3 separate regions of the Mus musculus genome follow, and regions 2 and 3 are each linked to region 1. Evidence: chromatin contacts called from public HiChIP or PLAC-seq and capture Hi-C data. All regions are on one chromosome and are shown on one strand. The core of a region is the stretch at or near the end of the contact, and the rest is flanking DNA. Distances in the headings are between cores, read along the strand shown. Region 1 overlaps Ppp3cc (protein phosphatase 3, catalytic subunit, gamma isoform). Region 2 overlaps Slc39a14 (solute carrier family 39 (zinc transporter), member 14). Region 3 holds the start of Ppp3cc (protein phosphatase 3, catalytic subunit, gamma isoform).

Evidence for each region. HiChIP or PLAC-seq counts read pairs in DNA pulled down with a chosen protein or histone mark. Capture Hi-C pulls out chosen DNA fragments and counts their contacts.
Region 2: a contact with region 1 is called in a capture Hi-C map of bone marrow-derived macrophages, with 2.6 times the contacts expected there. The contact joins two enhancer-like sites. A contact is called at or near these places in 1 of 39 promoter capture datasets (neural stem cells), 2 of 15 datasets of contacts at CTCF or cohesin (CD8 T cells and large pre-B cells), 8 of 484 Hi-C or Micro-C datasets (the G1E-ER4 cell line, the P5424 cell line, bone marrow-derived macrophages and 4 more), 4 of 115 datasets of contacts at active chromatin or transcription factors (the HPC-7 cell line, embryonic stem cells, neural progenitor cells and 1 more) and 4 of 9 other capture datasets (adipose tissue, bone marrow-derived macrophages, liver and 1 more).
Region 3: a contact with region 1 is called in an H3K4me3 HiChIP or PLAC-seq map of bone marrow-derived macrophages, with 2.4 times the contacts expected there. The contact joins the promoter of Ppp3cc here to the enhancer-like site in region 1. A contact is called at or near these places in 17 of 39 promoter capture datasets (the 3T3-L1 cell line, 3T3-L1-derived adipocytes, the C10 cell line and 12 more), 1 of 15 datasets of contacts at CTCF or cohesin (CD8 T cells), 15 of 484 Hi-C or Micro-C datasets (the G1E-ER4 cell line, the HPC-7 cell line, LSK cells and 11 more), 6 of 115 datasets of contacts at active chromatin or transcription factors (the 230-238 cell line, CD8 T cells, bone marrow-derived macrophages and 2 more) and 3 of 9 other capture datasets (adipose tissue, liver and pancreatic islet).

Annotation. Positions count from the first base shown.
Region 1 is chr14:70,219,807-70,223,921 of GRCm38.p6, forward strand. It overlaps Ppp3cc (protein phosphatase 3, catalytic subunit, gamma isoform), which reads right to left. Exons shown (of 14, transcript NM_008915.3): 13 at 211-240. Among named protein-coding and RNA genes, the nearest start is that of Sorbs3, 14 kb to the left of the region's middle. Within about 2 kb of position 2,100, at least 4 of the 459 cell types and tissues checked have an H3K27ac peak or open chromatin away from gene starts, as enhancers often do. A contact at or near this core is called in bone marrow-derived macrophages, where this site is marked.
Region 2 is chr14:70,309,397-70,313,511 of GRCm38.p6, forward strand. Slc39a14 (solute carrier family 39 (zinc transporter), member 14) reads right to left here. Exons shown (of 10, transcript NM_144808.4): 6 at 1,460-1,579; 7 at 687-875; 8 at 362-569. Among named protein-coding and RNA genes, the nearest start is that of Ppp3cc, 22 kb to the left of the region's middle. Within about 2 kb of position 2,400, at least 53 of the 459 cell types and tissues checked have an H3K27ac peak or open chromatin away from gene starts, as enhancers often do. A contact at or near this core is called in bone marrow-derived macrophages, where this site is marked.
Region 3 is chr14:70,287,542-70,291,656 of GRCm38.p6, forward strand. It overlaps Ppp3cc (protein phosphatase 3, catalytic subunit, gamma isoform), which reads right to left and starts at 1,956. Exons shown (of 14, transcript NM_008915.3): 1 at 1,640-1,956. The coding sequence starts at 1,688.

The sequences.
Region 1 (4,115 bases), core at 850-3,349:
TTCAGTCATTACATAAAACTGACAGACTTAGAAAGGACACAGGCTGTGTGATGGCCATCTGAGAAACAGGCTGGCATGTGGCCACCCTGAGGGCCATCCTCTCCTTTCCTGTCAGGGTTCTGCAGATGCTAGTGAGTTCCGACATGCCAATGAAGCTTGGAGGCTGGTGAACAGACACAGGGGTGTTCCGGCTGAGGGATATGGCCATACCTTCCCGCTCCTCTGCGGCTTCTTGTTTGGCTGTAAGAAGGCAGGAGCAGTGCATACAAAAATGAAGACAGAGAAAGGATGAGTGAACTGACAGTAAAGCAGCCAGGGTCCCACCCAGAGAGAGAAGGGAGGGGATTACCTCAGGAGCATGCGCATGAGGTGGGGAGGCACTAACAGTTCTAACACTCCTGTTGGCATGGGAATTTGAAATCATCAACTGCTGGTTGTGTCTTGTGATCATCACACATCAAAATGACTTGTTAAATCAGATAATTTAATATCACAACTATGTTTGAGCTTGTAACTGCTCAGATTGTATCAATCGAGCTGTTGCTCAGTCCTATTTAAAAATCCTATTTAATCTTGCTTCTTAGTATTGTTAAATGACTTACGCATGACCTAACTGTCCTTAACCATTTAATAATTACAATAATAAAAGAATAGGACAGTACTTGAATAGCTCTAGCATTTGGAAGGGGAGAAAAATAGGTTATAAGTGAAGAGTTACTTCTGGTCTAGAGGTGAACAGCTAGGCATTGATTTGAACTCTAATTGATTTGTACCCATCTGAGATGCAGGACATGGCAGAGGCTCACGCTAACACCTCATATGGCTTCTTTTCCTTGTGCAAGAAAGCAGGTCAATTACTAAGAAAGCAATCTTCTCCCTTCCGGTGCCAGAAATGGAAGCAATTAAAATGAGCACCAATAGGGAAACTTCCCCCTGCCACTTTCTGTCAGGCAGTCAAGCTGTAACACATGAAATGGTTCCAGGGTACAGCAATGAGATCCCATTAGAGCCCTGCCAGCTCCTCCAAGGGCAACTTTCCTAAGGAAGGAAGGAAGGCCACTCAGCAGCAAGACCACCGTGAGGTTTCCTTCATCACTATGAGAGAGAGAGAGCTGCGAAGCTCCTTCACCTCCCACTGCAATTTAAGAGCAGGATCTGGCGGCCAGCACCCATGTGCCTGCAATGGCCCCTAGGAAGGCTCCTGTTAGAGCACTGCTGTAGTCTCTCTGACCTCAGACGGGCCAGATAAGCCACACAAGGAGGGACAGCACCTCTCACAGAGCAGGGTGCTGCCTCTGCAGCTGTGAGAAGGTGGGAACCAGAGTTCCGTCTAAAACTCTACGGAGAGTGGTGGTTTACTTGGAGTTTGAATGTGTGTGGTAAAGTATATACCAGCATCCCATTTCAAAAAAAAAAAAATCTAGATTTATTTATTTCATGTGTCTGAATGTTTTGCCTGCATATGTGGAGATCAGAAGAGGATGTCACACCCCCTGGAACTGGAGGCAAGGATGACTTTGAGCTATTATGTGGTTTTGGGAACCGAATTCAGGTCCCCTGCAAAGACCATAAGTACTCTTAACTGTTGAGCCATCTCTACAGACCTCCAGTATTAAAATTTTAGGGCCCTCACTGAACTGTTTTTTGCATTGGTTACTAAGATGCAGTCTGTATGTACCAAGGGACATGGTAAGAAAAAAAATTATGAAACTGTTTACATATAATTCCTATGCTAGAACATTGTTTCAAGTGTGTATGTCACTATTTTTGCTGTTTTGAGACAGGCTCTCACTACGTAGGCTAGGCTGGCGTGGAACTCACTATGCAGTATAGCCTAGCCTTGATGCATATGAGTGCATTCCTTCTTGTTATGGCTATGTGGAATCCCACTGTATAGACCTTACTTTGTTATCCAATGGATGAACACTGAAGTCGCATCTACTTTAGGGTGTTCAGAAGAATGCCATGTGAGGCTCTTTTGAAAGTGTCATGTATGACCATTGATATACAAGTCTTGGTGAGGACATAGTTTATTTCTCTCACTGGAGGGGGCCGTGTAGGGTGGCAGTGCTGAATCTATGGTGACTCTATTTAGTCATCTGAAGAACTGATACAATGTTCTCTCTACAGTAGCTCTATTCCCTCAAGCAGCACAGGATGACCTCATTTCTCTAAAATCTCATCAACAATTTCCTTTCTTTCCTTCCTTTCTGTCATTTCCCCAGTCCTAAGGATCAAACCAAAAGTTTCATGCACACCAGGCAAGAGCTTTATTACAGACACTGAAGCTCTCATTAATCCTTAAAACGATTTTTTTTAAGCAGGGTCATATATAGGCCAGGCCATCCCTGAAATTTGCTGTGTAGCTAGAATATCAAACTCCTTCCTGATCCTCCCATGTCTGCCACTCAAGTGCTGAGATTACAAGCATGCAGCCACATCCAGCTACCTACTGACTTCATCATCATCATCAAACCTATCTTAGTTACCACTGACTGTGGTTAACTTTTTTTAGGTTGATTTTTATTTTATGTATATGGCTGTTTTTTCTGCTTTTATATATGTGTACCATTTGCATGGATGGTGCCTGTAGAGATCAGAAAAGTGTCAGATCCCCTGGAATGCAGTTATAGATGGTTGTGAGCCACCATGTGGGTGCTGAGAACCAAATTCAGGCCCCATGTAAGAATGCAAGTGTTCTTAACTGCTAAGCCATCTCTCTAGCCCCTTCATTATGTTCTATTACATTGTGTGTGTGTGTGTGTGTGTGTGTGTGTGTGTGTGTGTGTGTGTTCATGAGCATGCCACAGCACACATATGGTGGTTAAAGAGTGCAGGAGTTGGTTCTCTTCTTCCACCATGTGGGACCAAACTCAGGTCATCAACTTTGGCAATAAGTATCTTTTATTACCCACTGAGTCCTCTCTCAGGTCCATAAAGTATTTCCAATGCACCCTCAACTCCATGGTTGCAGGATCTTCATTTGTACATATATAGTGTATCTTGATCATACCCACCTCCCACCATCTCCATGTCCTCTCCTTTTTTGTTGTTTAATAACTCACTGAATCTACTTAGTCTCTTTCACAGGGCTGTGAACTATCCTCTGAAGGATGGTCGACCTCCTAGAGGCCATATCTCTAAAGAAATGTACAGGCTTTTAAAAATATAAGATACTTAACTACTTTTATTTTACTTGTTAATTAGTCATATGAGATTTTCTGTGAACAGTTCTGATGAGGGTGTTTTAGGTTAATAGGAAGTAACATGGATTAAGAAAAAAAGAGAAATGCCTACCTATCTTCCTTACTTGAAGTTTTAAAAATTTATTGATCCACAAAGTTGCTTTAATATAATTTTTTTGCTAGATCTCATAGGAGCAAATCTACAAATCAAGGGTAGCAAGAGAATTTTATAGGTGCAGTAACTTGGGATATATATATATGTATGTATATACATATTTTTTTTTCTTCACTCCTTTTTGGGCTTGGTCCCAGTATATTTTATGTCTCTTCATTTCTGGTTTGAATCAGTGCTTTAATTAGGGATTACTTATATGTTATTTCCAAAGCATGTGTAACTCTTCAAGATATCACTGGCTTTCAGAGTGACACTCTTTCTTACTGATGGACAGGAGCTAAGCTTGTGCTTTGACCTCAATGCAACAGGTCCAATGGGTGAGCAGTAGCCTACTGTATCAATATAATATAATGTATTCACTACCAACAGGCAGGGGAGCTGCTTCTGATCTGGAGCTACCATGATAAAACCACAGTAAACAAACATGCTTATGCATATCCTCGGGTGGACATGCATGCTAATTCCTCTTGGATATCCTTGGTGTGGAGTTGCAGGGTATGGGTCCAAGTGTCTTCAGCTTTATTGGCTACCGGCTGGCCAATGTGTTGAGTCTATGTGTAAGCCCACTAGCCTACTTCTAGTCCAGGCCTCCATAGACACACCAACTCTTGACCTCGTCAGATTTCTACATTCCAGCCATTCTTATGGGTATGCAGAAGTGGTTCACTATGCTTTCATATTCATCTTCCAGGAGAGTAACTATGCTGGGCATCTTCATACATGTTTGCTGGCCATCTTCACATCTTCTTTGGTGA
Region 2 (4,115 bases), core at 1,150-3,649, 90 kb after region 1:
TCTTTACTGAGTAGCCACAATACTGTGTGGCACCTGGCAAGTCCTTTTCAACATTTGTTTGCCTATAATCCCCTTGATGATTCTAAAAGGCAGGTGTAGGTATTAATCATGCTATACAGGTGGGAAAATTAAGCCACAGGACACAGGGCTCATGGGATAAAAATCTCCCTGTAAGAACCTCTATAGTTCTAAGCTATGCTCCACTGTTATAATTCCAGAGTTAGCGAGACAGGGCGTTAATTCAGTGAGTGCTGTGGTGGAGGTGGGAGGAGCAGCAGGGATGTGATGCAAGAAGGGTGTCTCGGTGTCTCAGACAAAAACTGAGACAGCTGGAACACGGGGACAGGGACTAAGCACTCACCCAGCTCATGAGGGAATTCCTCACAGAGAATGGCCACTGACGTGCTGATGCCTTGGAAGACAGACACAGTGAAGGAGGCACCAATAGCCAGGCCATCGATGAAATTGTGGAGCCCATCGCTCAGGGTGATCATCCAGGCCAAGGTCCCGATATCAGAGTAGCGGACCCCCTTGAGCCAGTAGCAAGCACTCTGGGATGCCTGCAGGTCCTATGAGAAAGGACACACCAGTGGACTTCAGGTTACAGAGTGACCTCCGGAGAGCCTGACTCACAAAGGCGTGGCTTCTGTGTCGAGGCTTCCCCGGGGGCACTCAGGGCTGCTGACCTGCACAGACATGGAGTTGACAATGACCTTCTCGTCCGTGCCAGGCGCCTTGCCATCCAGCTCGCTGTTGCAGTGCTGAGGGATCATGTGATCCAGGTCCCCGTTCTGTAGCTTCTCGGTCACACCCTCCTCCTGGTCCTTCTTGGAAGGAAGTGTCTCGGAGGTAAAATGGTTATGCCCGTGATGGTGCTAGGGTAGGAAGAGTGAGCAGTGTTACTGATCAAAACTGCCAGCCCAGCCCAGCCCAGCCCAGCCCAGCCCAGCCCAGCCCAGCCCAGCCCAGCCCAGCCCAGCCCGGCGCCCACCACTTGGAGGAAGCACGCCAAGGCTGGGGAAGAGCTTATTCCTATATCCAAGGAAACTGAGCAGGTCACACACAGGGACGTAGAGAAATTGGTATAGCCGGTGGCAACACATACAAAGACAGGGACTTTCTAGTAGGCAAAGAAGTCTCCTGCTGTCACCCAATCCAGTGAGGTGACCACTACTCTAAGTTCTTAGGTTGCTCTTTTAAGATGGCCACTTCATTCAACTCTAACAGGCAGTGACCCCATGCCAGCGACAGGAGGCCTCTTATACAGGAGCTACACCAGTCAGAGCTGTTCCTGGATGCTTGTAACCAAACCTCTTTACTGTCCTCTATAGAGAGAATGCCAGGCTTGCTCTGCAAGCGCCGTCACGCGCTGCTACACCCCACCGACCCACGTCAGCACTTTTGTTTTCGAGGTTAGGGTTTTCCACTGGATAGGTCATCATTAACAACTGGGCCTCACCTCGTTTTTCTGCTTCAAGAGCATCTTCAGGATCTTTTCTGTGAAAAAGAAAAGGTAGAAACCCCCAAACACCACTGCAGACTTGGAGACGTAATTGTCCTGAGGGTTGAAGCCAAAAGCCTGTGGGCGCAGGAAAACAGAATGAGTTTACAAACATAAGCCTTCAGCGGCTCTCATCTGCTTACCACTCTCCACTCTGGGAGACGGGCAGTCTGCTGGCTGCCCATTCTCCGGCCAGCAGAAACCTAGCCTCTGCATTCCCCTGACTCGCCAGCACTAGCCTGGTGCCTGCATATTCTCTTTGGATACAAAAGGCAGGCTGTCTTTAGGCTTTTCTGATCCTGGGCATTTGGATCCAGGACCTTGGGTTTGCTAGGCAATCACCTTACCACTAAGCTACATCTCCAGCTCTTAGGGTTTTATTATATGTATTTTACATTTACTTAACTTTTATTTATGTGTACGTGAATGTGTGCGTTTGCAAATATGCATGTAGGTGGCTGAGGAGGCCAGAGGAGGGTGCCAGTTCACCTGAACCTGGAGCTGTAGGCACCCACCCGGGAGCCATGTGCACGCTGGGAGCCAAACCCTGGGCCTCGGGAAGAGCGGGAAGAGCGGCAAGCATTCTGGGTCGCATGATAGGCAGGAACTACCATGGCCACTTGGCTTGCTTGCTTTCTTTTTCTTTTCTTTTTGACTAGGTCTCACTACATAGACCAAGCTGTCCTCAGACTCACAGAGGTCAGCCTGCCTCTACCTCCCCAGATCTGGGGATTAAAAGGTGGTTGTCTCCTTTTAATGAGGACGCTGTCTTAATCTCTGTTAGTGCTTAGCCACAAAAGCACTTAGTCAGCAAATTCCACGTATAAAGGGAGGCCACCTGCGTTTATTTTTGCCTCATCTACTGTCCTCGGTTCATCTGCCCGTAAACACAACGGGAAGTGGCTTAGTTACGATTGCTAAAAGGAGAAAATCCATTCTAGTTCCACAGCAAGAATTGCAGCATCGTCCTGACCACAGAATCTTGAAAGGACCACAAACCAAAAAAAGCAGGCTCTGTCCCTGCAGGCATCTTGGGGTGGATAAAAGCCAGGCCTAGTTCCACAAGCCTGCAGTTTCCCAAACTCAGGAGGAGGAGGTGGGAGGACCCCAGGACTCTAAGGCCAGCCTGCCCAGCAAAGGTTCCATTTCTCTAGAACAAAATAAAAATATTTTTGAAAAGAATGGACTGGGGGGTATGCTGCTCTGAGTTCTTTCTGGAAATTTCACTTAAGTAAGGAAGGGTAAAAGAAGGTGGGAGTAGCCAGAGAGCTGTCCTAAGTCTGGCTCCTGGTTTATGGTGCCAAGTATCCAATGACCTGTTTGTGTCGTTTCTAACAGAAAACAGGCTCAATTCCCAGTACTTGGGAGACGGAGGCAGGAAGACAGCAAGTCTAAACCCATGAGGTGAGGCTATCTCCAAAAATATACTCCAGGTCTCTTGGGAACAGGACAGAGACAAGAGCTAACCCTCCTGAAGGAGAACCCCAAGTGACTTCAAGGGCAAACATTTCTCTTCCTGCAGTTTAAGGCAGCACGCGCCTTAGAGGGCTGCTCTAGCCTCGGCCTCTAAGAGACCAGGAGGGCAAATGTTAAAGAAACCCTGCTTGCAGGCCAGCTCTTCTGGAGAAGAGGTGCACCCTGGGAAAAAGTGAAGGACGAGCCAGTAGGTGAGGCGGGACTCAAGAGCACAGGACTCATTAGACCTAAGCTTAGGGTAGTGGCCACTCATGCAGGTCAGACTTTTTTGGGGGGTAGGGGGCGTGGGAGCAGGGAGAGACATGATTCATTTAACAGACATCACAATTGCTCCACCTAGAACACAAAACAATACTGTAGAAAACAGTGTTCTCAGAAGCATGTGAGACTGGCCCTTGCCTTTGCTCAGGCTTGTCAGACCACCCGCAGTGAAATGCATTGTGCTTATTATAATTAGCAGGTCCACTGAACATACTCTCTAAATCACGCAGGCTTCAAAACAGTGGCTCCCTTCTCTCCCGTGGAAGGTCACCCACCGTGAAGGTACCACAAATGTCCTGCTTCCTCTGGATTTCCTTTGCCCTCAAACTCCCTACCAAAGAGCTGGGTTTTTACTGAGAACTGGGGGTTTCGCTGTGGTTTGCTTCTCTAAATTAAAGCCCCACACTGAGGGTCAGAGCTATTCGAGGTTGCTTGTCTTCCACCTATGTGTAAGTGTGTTTTGCCTGCATGTACATGTGTGCACTGTGTGTGTGTGTGTGTGTGTGTGTGTGTGTGTGTGTGGTCGCGGACACACACCTGGTACCTGCAGAGGCCACAAAAGGGCATGAGACTATCTGGAACTGGAGTTAGAGTTTGTAAGCTCCCTGTGGGTACTGCGAATCGAACCAGCTGAGCCATCTTTTCAGTGCCAAGTTTCATTGGCGTTTCACTCTACGGTCCCAGCCTTTGGGAGGCACCCATATGCCTTTGAGAGTCATCCTATTGTTTCTCATCTTATACAAAGAACAGAAGTGAATGGCTCGTCCATGTGTGGGGTCTGGTTAAGGATGGGATTTTAACCTAGCCCTTAAATCTTGCCTAGCTTGGTCCTAGCTTTCCTTTCCAAACAAAGGAGTCTTGGGGGCCAGTCCCTGTA
Region 3 (4,115 bases), core at 706-3,205, 68 kb after region 1:
GTGTTAATATGTAATTCTGTTAAAGAACAAGTTGGTATCCAATCATACAGACTCTATAGATGGTTTTCCGCTCAGCTGTAAACACACCTGTACTTCAAGTGCCTTTCATTTCACTTCCGTTTTAAGTGTAAGACACGGTCATTTTACAATGTCCTTGATGCAATCTGGTGAAAATAAGCTGGTACAAAAGGAGATTAGACTCTGAGATTCTTGCCGGTCTGAGGAGAGCGCCGCTTAAGCCTCGCGCAGACCTCATTTATCCTGGCTTGACTCGGGGATTCAGGTTTAAGTGGTTCCCCTGTCTACTTCAGCTGAGAAATAGGCATATTTTGATAAGAGAAAAATATGGGAAGAAAAAGAAGGACGAAACACTACAATGGTAGAGTGGCGAGAAATCATTTTAACGTGGGAGGAACCCGCCAACACCCTTGCCCTTGCGCAGTTGGTTTGCATGGGCCCGTGCTACCCGGGACAGTTCAGAAGTTAATGTCCACCATGACCTTGCTTCACCAGGGAAGGTTGTAGAAGTGATTCCTGTGTATTAAGAGGCTCAGATCTTCCTCATGGCTTAAATGCTATAAAGCCTTCCACGAAGACCGTCATGGCACTCTAGCTGTTAAAGGACTAAGTCCATTCTATGAACAATTGACTTCAATCCCTAATGATTCCAAATTCTGAGGAAATAAGTCTCAAAAGTACTGTCTGCCAAGGCAGATAACTAACATTTATGACACCAATACTATCCTTCTCTCTCTGAGCACTCAATAGGCTCCCCCTTATTTAAAAAAAAAATTATCATTACTAATCTTAGTTTCCTGTCTCCTAATATCAAAATGAAACGGGGAAATAATTTTTAGTTTTTTCCCACTATGGTGAAAACCACCTCACTCAGAAATAACTGGTCTAAGCATAGCACCTTCTTAGAAAACAGTGCTTTCAAACCAACTATTATTATGGAGGGGTCTTAGAAGTCGGACAATAGAAGCATGTGAATCAGTGGTTATGTTAGACAGGTCCTTTTGGGTAAAGGGCAGAAACTATATCATAAACTCAGAAGATTTAGAAACACTTTCGTGTTTCCTTAGAATAACTGAATATCAGATATAATGAGAGACATCTGGGAGATTATTATTCACCAAGTCCTTATAGCCAAAACTTGTAAGCCCTTTTAAGAAGACTGTGTCACTATCATCTTGTTTCTTTTAATAAAAGCAATGACTTGGGATATGTAGAGAAAGTGAGCCAAACGTGCACAGTATACCCACCACACCCCTCAAAAATAATTTTTTAAAGGGTTTGGTAAGGAGCTGTCAAAAAAGAGCTGAGCCTAAGGAAAGGCATGACTTGGGTGAGTCAAGAGAACTCCCTGCTCACACAACCCAGACGGTGTCCCCAGATGAAAGACCAAAAAGTGGGGAATCAGGAGAAACCGCCTGGATGCTTCGGGAGTGGATGGCGGGCGCGGTCGCTCTATCCACCTCCCGCTAGGTACCCGTCCAGCAGTCACCGGGGACGCCGGCGGACAGCAGCCCGGTCCTCCCCGCGCCCTGCAGCGCCTCCCGCCGCTGCCTCCATCCCCGCTCCTCGAGTCCCCGAGCCGTCGCCCGGCGAGGGCCGTTCCCCGCGGCGCGCTCGGCACCTTTGATGACGCGCTCGGTCGTGGAGAACTGAGGGCGCCTCACGGACATGGTCTCCTCCCGGCTCCGGCGGCCCGCTGGACGCAAGCCGCCGCCTTCCTCCTAGGCGGGCTGCGCTCGGCGAGCGGGCAGCCACCGTGCCGGGCCCCGGAATACGGGGCGTCCTCGGACGGCGGCGGCCGCAGCGCCGCTCCCTCCCTGCGGCGGCGCCCGCGGCTCGGCGGGGACGACCGCGTCGAGAGCTACGGCGACCGCGGCTGAGGGACACAACTAGGGAGACCGCGGCTGCGCGCGGCTGGGGCCCCGCGTGCGCGCCTCCGCGCTCACAACTTCCCGGCGGCCTCGAGGGCCGCAGCCGCGCTCTGCGCACGCGCGGATCTCGGGTCTCAGCTCCGGATTCACTGCTGACCGCCGTCCGCCTCGCGTGGGGCAGATGCTCTGGACGCCCAACCCTGACCTGTAGCTTCTCAAACCAGCCGCTGGGACCTCGGAAGCAGCTGCGACCTTGGGACCAGGCAGGTGTCCTGATTCTTGGTGGCTGCCACTGAGTCTGTGTCCCTCTCATCAGAGAGAGCCCCTATCTCATGAACGCTCTCTCCGTTATCACTGGGGTCCTCCACCCACTTTGTCTCCATAAGAAATTAACCATTCTACCCTGTTTCTCAGGTTACCCTCTCCCATTCACCAACCCCCAAACTTTGAAACCCCTGTCAACTTCATGTTTGTTGCATACAGCTTGTATCTAGCAGCCTAAGTACCTCCGTGGCCATCCTACTCCAGTTCAGCTCCTGGGAGAACCCCGTTTCTGAGAAGCGGTGTCTCCCTTTCTATATACATGAGACAGCAGTCACTCACTGTCTTCTGGGACGCTAGCCCAGGCTTCCTTGAGAAAGGGAATTGACTTCTAACCGATTTCCCCTTATATTGTCACCTGCCTACTTGGACGCATCTATTCCACTGTGGAATAGTGACACACAGTGACACCGCACCTGCCTCCCTACCGTGTGTGAGTGTGTGTGCGCGTGTCATGTATGTGTGGTGTGGAGTAGGTGTGTGTGCATGCATGAAGTGTTTGTATTTGTGTGTGCTGGTGAGCTGGCCCATACGAGCACATATGGAGGCCAGAGGTCGAGGCCATCCTCTAGTGCTCCTACCTTAAATTTAATAGACAGGGTCCCATTAAACTTGAAGCTGACATGCCTGCTAGACTGGAAGGCCAGCAAATTCTCTCACCTGTCCCTCTGCCTGTCCCCTTTCCCCCATAGCACTGAAGTTACAAACGCTGAGGTTGTACCCAGGTTCTATTTGAATGCAGGGACTCAAACAGAACCCCATGCTTGTGTTTCACTGAGCCATTTTCCTCATCCCCTCCTCATATGTTTTTTATTTTGTTTTATTTTTGCAGTGATGGGGACTTGCAATCCCATAGTCAAGTTTCACAATCTGGCTTATTTTTAGGTTAAAAATTGGTCATTATTGCTCCTTAATTAGAAGCCTCTTTCTCACTGAGGACAGGACTTGGCCAGGCAAAAAGTACTTTGCTTTTTTTTTTTATTTTAGCAATGATAATGAAATATTGAAACTTAAATCCAAGGAAACGTACAATTTATAGGCCAACCAGTCTTCATAGTTACTACAATGGCCAATAAGTAACCATATGTGGCATTGTAAATTAAATTTTAGTAGTTCAGTTTCCTCTTGTGTCTTAGCCAAACTTCAAGTGCTGGCTGCATTATTGGCTGTGATAAGACATTTTCATCATTGTAGAAAGGGTTGGCTTGGCTTGGCTTGGGGATTTTGTTTGTTTTGTCTTTAGAAACAGGTCTTATGCCATTCAAGCTAACCTGGAACTCATAGCCAAGAGTGACGGTGAGCTACTGATCCTCCTGCCGACACCTCCCAAATGATGGGATTATTGGTATTTACCACCTTGCCAGGCAGTGCAGGAAGTACTGTGGGATAATTAAGAGACTATAGGGTCAAGACTAAGTCTCCCCTAATATAGATTTGTGTACAGAAAGGAGGTCTAGCATATGGACTAGAATCAGACCCTCCCTTGTCTCCTGTTGTCTTGACCTAATCTTTCACGGTAAGGCACACTTGAGGCAGGAGCCCTTCGGAGACTAAATAGAATTTGGTTTTGTTTTCACAGAGTGTGATTTCAGGCTTCCACAATGAGAACAGTTGTGATATTTTAAGAAAGTTCTCTATTTAAGAAGCAATCAGAGTGCTATACCTCCATTGAACAGACATGGAATCAGATGCTAACACCGACAGGATTGCTAAAACCAAAAAGCTTTGGGAAACTCTAAATCAAAAGGAAACAATAGATTATTCAGTATTAGTTATGGAAAGTTTATCAACTACTTGGATTTTTTTTCCCTTCGAGACAGGGTTTCTCTGTGTAGCTCTGGCTATCCTAGAACTCATTCCATAGACCAGGCTGGCCTCGAATTCACAGAAATTCACCTGCCTCTG